Regions from separate parts of the Sus scrofa genome. Here region 2 is linked to region 1. The links are chromatin contacts, called in public Hi-C maps. All regions are on one chromosome and are shown on one strand. The core of a region is the stretch at or near the end of the contact, and the rest is flanking DNA. Distances in the headings are between cores, read along the strand shown.

Region 1 (3,900 bases), core at 411-2,910:
CAAGGTCATGGTTTTGAATCAGGGCCAGAAGTCAGCTCTCTGGGCCTCCCAGGGCCTCCCGGGCTCAGAAAGCTGGCCTGGTGACCTCCTTCTTCATTCTGCTCGGGGTTTTGAAAGGGCCTTTCTCTGGTCCTCACCTTTCAGGTTTCACTTCCGGAGAGGCCGATTGGTGGCTTGGTCAGGGCCCAGTGTGTCTGTTCTAGGGGAGGACTAGTGCTCAGGGTCCAAGGAAAAGATACGGCTCAAGGCTGTGGAAACCATAGCCAGGAGCCCTCTTGACATTCTCTCCATGTAATGCCTTCTGTCAGATAGTAGTTTGACAGTGAACCCAGTGAACAAATAGTGTCCTGCTGGAATTCACCCTGAACGTGAACTTTGCAAAGTGTTCACGGCCATCGAAACTCTCCGCCTACACCATCTAACTGTCTTCTGGCAGGAGGACTGTTATGTTTTTGTGGCTTCGTGGTAATGTTTTTCTCATCAGCAGAGGCTGATTCCTGACTGAGCCCTGACCAAGGCCACCGGCTGCGTGCCATGCTGAGTTCTGCAGGGAAGAAGGTGGTCACGCTGTGTCACGAAGCTGTTTTCCAGGCCCTGCTCCCTTGATCCCCCGTGACACCCCGGGTGATAGGCAGGGGAGTCCTTATTAGTCCCTAGTTTATAGAAGACACTATGGCCCAGAGAGGATGAGTGATTAGCCCAAGGTCACACAGCTAGTAAGTTATGGAGATGGAGAAAGTTTTCAAATTCCAGCTCTGCTACTGACCTTGAAGAGCATTTCAACCTAGGGTCTGTTATTCACTGGTTATGAGATCTTTAGCATTACTTAGCAACTCTGCCTCAGTTTCCTCACTTTTCTTTTCTTTTTTTTTTTTTGCTCCTTAGGATCACACCCACCGCATATGGTAGTTCACAGGCTAGGGGTCAAATTGGAGCTACAGCTGCCAGCCTATGCGACAGCCACAGAAATGCCAGATCCGAGCCGCATCTGCGACCTACACCACACCTCACAGCAACCCCAGATTGCTGACCCATTGAGTGAGGCCAGCGATCAAACCCGCATCCTCATGGATACTAGTTGGATTCACTTCCGCTGTGCCATAACAGGAACTCCCAGTTTCCTCACTTTTAAAGTTAAGAAAGAATACAGAACAACCTTCATCAGAATGTGAGGAGATTGAAAGAGCCAATACATGAGAAGTTCTTAACCCTGTACTTAGCGGTCAGTAAATGCTGGATAATGTTAGAGATGGTTAATATTTTCAAGACCCTCTCTGCTCTGAGACAGGACAAGTCTTCTCTGAGCTCCCGATGGGGATTCCTCCAGACAAAGCCATAGTTTGCAAAAGACTTAGAGGTAATCCAGTTTGACCCTGTATTTACTTTTATTATTATTTAAAAAAATCTGACTTTTGAATATAATCACATATCATTACTCTTGTGATACAGAGTAATTGGGCACAGAAGGTCAGTGGTTCACGTAAATGGTTGAAGTTATTATTGAACTGATGTAGGCAAATAAAAAAAATTTAATTTTTCTCTTTTATGGTCATTTTTTGTTGTCTGTAGTAGAAATCCATGTCATCACATTGCTCCATTACATGCACCATTTAATCCTGATAGTATGCACTGACAATGACTCACATTAAGAGGCAAAAATAGAAAAAGAAAACAGTATTACTCATAATATTCGGGAAGTGGGAGGAGGGGGAGTGAGAGGAAGCATAAGGGTGTTAATTTCCTTACCTCTCATAGCCTCCAGTCAATTGATACGGTCTAAAATGGACTGTATTTTAAAAAAACACATAGTGATTCCAGTCTCTTAATATGTTTCATAATATGTTTTCTTAACCTTAGAGGTATCTTTGAGAAATAATATCTCTTGCGGAGAATAAACAAAGTTAAGCAATTCCATTAGCTTTACTTCAGTGTTTTATACCTTTGACCAAGCAGTATGTGGAGAGTGATCCCTTTTTTTCCTTTTCTTTTTAGGGCTGCACCCTCTGCATATGCAGTTTCCTAAGCTAGGAGTCGAATCTGATCCAAAGCTGCCGGCCTACGCCACAGCCATAGCAACACGGGATCCAAGCCGCACCTGCGACCTACACCACAGCCCGTGGCAATGCTGGATCTTTGACTCACTGAGCGAGGCCAGGTATGGAACCTCCATCTTCATGGATTCTAGTAGGGTTTGTTTCTGCAGCACCACGAAGGGAACTCCAAGAGTGATCTCTTTTTAACTATTTCTTCATATCCATCCACCTATCCATCCATTCATCCATCTGTCCTTTTGTGCATCTGTCCATCCAGCCACTCTCCCTTTTTAGTTACCTTCCTATCTATCCTTCTCAATGCACATATAAACAGAGAAATATCTGCAGTGGTGTTTATTTGTGTTAGCCATGATTATTTTTATTATTTGGAGGTTATGGAATTTTGAAAAAAATTTTTTTTGGTCTTTTATGTCTTTTCTAGGGCGGCACCAGTGGCATATGGAGGTTCCCAGGCTAGGGGCCAAATCTGAGCTGCAGTTACTGGCCTACGCCACAGCTACAGCCATGTGGGATCCGAGCCACATCTGCAACCTATACAACAGCTCACGGCAATGCCAGATCGTTAACCCACTGAGAGAGGCCAGGGATTGAACCTGCAACCTTATGGTTCCTAGTTGGATTTGTTAACCGCTGAGCCATGATGGGAACCCCAGATTTTGAAGATTTTTGACTAACTTCTTTGTGCTTTTCACTGTTGTTTGAATTGGTTATAATAAATATATATCTGCCATATTTCTAATAACATTTCAGCTTTAAAACAAACAAACAAATAAATAAATAAATATCTGCCATTTGCAGCAACATGGATGGATCTAGAGATTGTCATACCATGTGAAGTAAGTCCGACTGAAAGACAAGTATGATATCACTTATATGTGTGGTCTAAAATATGATACACATGAGCTTATTTACAAGATGGAAATAAACTCACAGGCATAAAGGATATATATATATATCCACACACATATATATATCTGAATCACTTTGCTGTATACCTGAAACATTGTAAATCAACTATACTTCAATAAAGAAGATACAACAAATGAAAATTATCATTTTTATAAAAATAAAGGATTATCTTTAAAAAGAGGATTTCGAAGTTCCCATTGTGGCCCAGTGGAAACAAATCTGATAGCATCCATGAGGACGCAGGTTTGATCCCTGGCCTTGCTCAGTGTGTTAAGGATCTGGCGTTGCCATGAGCTGTGGCATAGGTTGTAGATGTGGCTTGGATCTGGTGTTGCTGTGGCTGTGGTGTAGGCCAGCAGCGACAGCTCCAATTTGACCCCTAACCCGGGAACCTCCATATGCCACGGGTGCAGCCCTAAAAAGACAAAATAAATAAGTAAACAAACAAACTTGAAAAGGGGATTTCCCCCAACTTTGGGAGTTTCCTTGCTCCCCCACTCCAGTACATTCCAGAGCCAAGGCTTTCAGTCTCATCCAATACCCATGGTGGTCCTATCCCAGGCCCCTGCTCCCAGAACTCACAGGAATCCTTAATGGTGGAGAACTTAAGTCACAGAGACTCTTTTCAAAGAGGCTGTGTATAGCCTGCAGGGAGGCCTATAACTGAGGCAAGATGGCCAGTGACAGGGAGATAAGAAAAGGGCTCTGAGTCCCTGGCATTTCCTCAGTTTACATATGAAGACACCAAGCCAAGAGAGGAAGAGTGACTCATTCAGTGCCAACCAGCTTGTCACACACATCCAATGCACAACTTCAAAAGCAGTCAATATTTTTCTCCAACCCCTGTGTGTAAGGAGAGATGGGCCTCAGGATCTTATTCTTGATTTGGAAATTGGAGAAGGAAGAACAATGTCAGAGTGTGAGAGAAGGACTGGGG
Region 2 (3,900 bases), core at 740-3,239, 560 kb before region 1:
AAAAGTCATGTGGTCGGGGGCTTTCCATCTTGGCCAGGGCAGGTCCCATAATGGGGATTTTGCCTGCAGACCGGCAAGCTCTGAAAAAACCCATCAGGTGACTGGGGAGGTCAGTCATGTGAGGCTACACTTCCACAGGCAGGTGTCATTTCTGGGGTGTCCTTCAAAAGCAGGTGCATGACAAGTATCTGAATGGCTGAGTGAACCACCAAGGTCCCAGGATGAAGGCTCCCCCCAGCCAGCCTCCCACTTTCCCAGTCACACCAGCCACTGGCTGCAAAGTAGATCCCAAGGGCCTGGGACAGCCACCTCCCAGGAGACCCCCAAGGACCCCCCAGACTCTGCTTTCCCCTCAGGGATCTTGTGGCTTCCTTGGTGGCCATTATAGCTTTTCTGCTGTGGTGGCCAGAGCTGTTCTCCACTCTAGGGCTCTGGCTTCTGCCCCCATGGTCACATGTGGTGGTCTTGCAGATTCCACCTCAACATCAGTCGGGGGTGCCTCCTACTGGTGCTTCAGGTCTGATGAACTCTCCCAACGGCTTAGCCCAGGGCTTGGGAAGGGCAGGAGGCCTCCTCACAGCTGTAAGTCTTTAGTAAACGCTGGCTTGTTAGTGACACCTTTCTGAAATAAATCCCTGTTCTCAAATATATCCCTAGTCAACCCCCCAGGCACCATCAGAGACTGACTGAGCAGCCCACAGCTTTCCTCTTCCAGGCATTTAGCCCACCCTAGCCAGAGACTGAAGACATGTTTCCCTTTCTTTCTCCTTTTTTTTTTTTTTTTTTTTTTTGTTCCTTTCAGGGCTGCACTAGCAGCCTATGGAGGATCCCAGGCTACAGGTTGAATCGGAGCTGTAGCCACTGGCCTACACCACAGCCACAGCAAAGTTAGATCTGAGCTGAGTCTGTGCCCTACACCACAGCTCATGGTGATGCCGGATCTTTAACCCACTGAGCAAGGCCAGGGATTGAACCCGCAACCTCATGGATGCTAGTCAGATTTGCTTCTGCTGACCCACCACAGGCACTCCTCCCTTTCTTCTTAAAGTTAATCCCAGCATATGTGGAGGGTAGACCAGCAACCCCAATGCAACAAGTCCTTGTCTCCTTTCTTCCAGTCAACCCTGGAAGACCTCATGTAAATGAAGATACTAGAAAACCCAGGACTTCCAGAATTCCCACAGACTCCATGTGATTTTAAAAAAGAAGTGATGTTTGTGGGGGGTTTTCTTATCGCAAATACCTACCCAATGTGGAAAAATGGAGGAAAAGCAGGAATGCAAGGAGAAAAAAAAAAAAAAAATCCTGAGCTGTAACCTCCCCGCCGGGCCAGGTCCTTGAGCAGCCCAGACCCAGGAGGCCCCCCTTTGGGCATGCCCTCGTGCCAGGAGCAGCGACGGCGAGGCCGCCAGGGGGCAGGCGTGTGCCGCGGACCCAGGCGAGGCGGTCTCCAGCCAGCGGTCCTGGTGGGCGGGGAAGGGTCGTTGCCTAGGTTGCATCCTCTTGCACCGGCTGGAGAGGGGGCAGCGGGTCGTCCTGCTGAGGGCGGAAGGAAGCCCCCAAGCTGGGGCTCACCCGTGCACTGCCGCCCACTCATTTTATCTCCAGCCACCGGGAACCTTGGCGCTGCTTTCCTGTTTTACTGATGAGGAAGGTGAGGCCGGGAGAGTGGAGAGTAGGCAGTTGCCCAAGGGGACACAGGTCACGAAGCATCTAGGACGAAACCCAGATGTCCCGACTAGTCATTCCCAGCTCACACATGTGCGGGCAAGTACAGGCCGGCCTGGGGCCATGGGGGGCGAGGGTGGGAAGCCCTCTGTTCCTCCTTAGCTCCTGGGGGTTTCCTCGTGGGGCCCTTGCTGGCGCCAGGAGGCGGGTTGGCCGTGGCCCGCCCCTCCCCCGCTCCCCTTCCCCCGGAGGGGTTGGTGCGCACAGCCTGAGCCCTGTTTCTGTAAGTGCCTTGGAAAGGGGCGGCCCTCTGCCCTCTGCGGACTCGCTCGGCTGGAGGCTGCGGGTTGGGGCGAGAGTGGGTGAGGAGGGAGGAGGAGCAGCCAACAAGCAGGGGCCTGTTTCCTGCTTGGCCTGACCCCAGCCGTCCCCGGGGAGGCCCCAGCAAACTGAGCAAGGTCATCCGGGGCGAAATTCCAGCCTGAGCCCTGAGCAGTAACTTCGTTTTCCAGATAAGGCTCAAAAAGGGGACACGGAGTGTCCTCCCCACACCCCCTCTCTGTCAGCACCTCTGCTCTTGTGAAGCCTCCGCTGCAGACAGACAGCCTGGAGAAGAGACAAAGATAGACCCTGGGACAGATAAGGAGACAGGCATAGATGGGGCAAGAAACACCGAAGGGGAGATGGGGGCGGGGACGGGGCGGGCGGGGACGGGGCAGGGCAGCAGACCGGGCTGGAGCCCAGGAGGTCAGCAGAGGTTCCCGGTTGTGCTTGCTGAGGCTACGGGCTGGGCTCACATGTTGGAGAACGAGGCAATCATGGTGGAAACAGAAGGGTTTTTGTGCGGTAGGAAAATGGGTGGGACTGGCAGCCTTGCCGCGCTGGGTACAAGGCTTGTACCCAATGTGTGCCAACCTGGGACTGGTGGAGATGACAGAGGAGTCAATATGAGGCGCGACCTCCCAGCCTCCAGGAAACCAGGCCAGAGGGGTTGAGATTGGGGAAGGGGAGGGGGAGGCCCTACTTGCAGTGGAGGTGCAGGCGGGGCGGGGGGAGCGGCAGGGGCAGACAGGGCTGCAATCAGGCTGCTGAGTCTCCTGCTCAGGACCTCTTCCCCACACACTCTGTAGAATATTTGCACCCAACACTGGCTGTTTGGCTTGGCAAGTGAGCAAGGCTATAAAGTCACAGCTGGCCTGCGGGCGCCCAGTCACCAGATGCAGCTGAGTCAGTCCCAACCACTTCCCCCACCCCCTGGGGGCAAGCGCCACTGCTGGTGCCTGCACACAGGCACATCCACACAGGTACGCACCGACGCCGTGTGGCTGAGTCACAGCTGCCTCCTCAGAGAGCACGTGCCTGCTCGCACACAGGTACCCACAGACCCACACGCACCTAATCCTGAGTCACCAGCACCATTGGACCGAGAGCGAGGGCCCCCCAGAGTATGTTCTGCCTTTCCTACTTAGACACGGATATCATACAAGCACGTGGACGTGCCCCCCCCCCATATGTCGGGGGTGGAGGTGTCAATCCAGTTGTTTTGAAGACTAGAGCAATGAGTGACCAAATTCATGAATGAGCAAACAAGTGAAAATATGAGTGACACCCACCCTGCTTGGAGACTCGGTAAAATTGGTTGGGGCAGCAGCATTGCAGGGTGGGTCCCAAGTCTGTGTCTGCAGGGAGTTGTCTTGCTCCAAATATAGCCTCCGTGGGCGGGCAGGGAGCCAGGGCTGCCTCCCAGACCGTGACTTCACTGGGCCCAGGGCCCAGCCTCGGAGGAGCTGGAGAAAATTAACAGAAGAGGCCCCAGCTTTCCGCAGCCAGGGCTGAAGTGTGAGGCGAGAGCTGGTGGGTGGCTCTGTTCTCTGGAAATGTCCAAGGCTTGAGCTGTGGGACAAGGGGGCTCTCAGATGGGCCTGGAAGGGATGGATTCTGGGTTGGACCCACAGGAACTACCTGTCTGGGACATCGTGGAAAAAATATGCAGGAGGCGCAGCCCCACTTTGGAACAGGGACGAGCACAATGCCTGGGACCAGCTGGTTGGTGCCAAACCAAGGCTGGGGACAGGTCCCCCACCTGGGCAGGCCTGTGTGCAGGGCCGTTCCTCATCTCCAACTTGACTCATCCTTTTCTCTGGCTGCTCTGGTACCCTGTTCATCATCTAGAATATTGCAATATCACCCCAACTGGTGGTCTTTCTGCCTCTAGACTCCCCCCTGTAGTCC

The links. Hi-C and Micro-C count contacts between places; a contact is called where the count stands out from the background.
Region 2: a Hi-C map of embryonic fibroblasts shows a contact between it and region 1, with 3 times the contacts expected there. The contact joins two enhancer-like sites. A contact is called at or near these places in 2 of 47 Hi-C or Micro-C datasets (embryonic fibroblasts and skeletal muscle) and 1 of 2 datasets of contacts at active chromatin or transcription factors (skeletal muscle).

What each region holds. Positions count from the first base shown.
Region 1 is chr2:49,150,636-49,154,535 of Sscrofa11.1, reverse strand. No RefSeq gene overlaps it. Among named protein-coding and RNA genes, the nearest start is that of AMPD3, 68 kb to the right of the region's middle. Within about 2 kb of position 1,660, at least 8 of the 83 cell types and tissues checked have an H3K27ac peak or open chromatin away from gene starts, as enhancers often do. A contact at or near this core is called in embryonic fibroblasts, where this site is marked.
Region 2 is chr2:49,708,245-49,712,144 of Sscrofa11.1, reverse strand. No RefSeq gene overlaps it. Among named protein-coding and RNA genes, the nearest start is that of SWAP70, 95 kb to the left of the region's middle. Within about 2 kb of position 1,989, at least 47 of the 83 cell types and tissues checked have an H3K27ac peak or open chromatin away from gene starts, as enhancers often do. A contact at or near this core is called in embryonic fibroblasts, where this site is marked.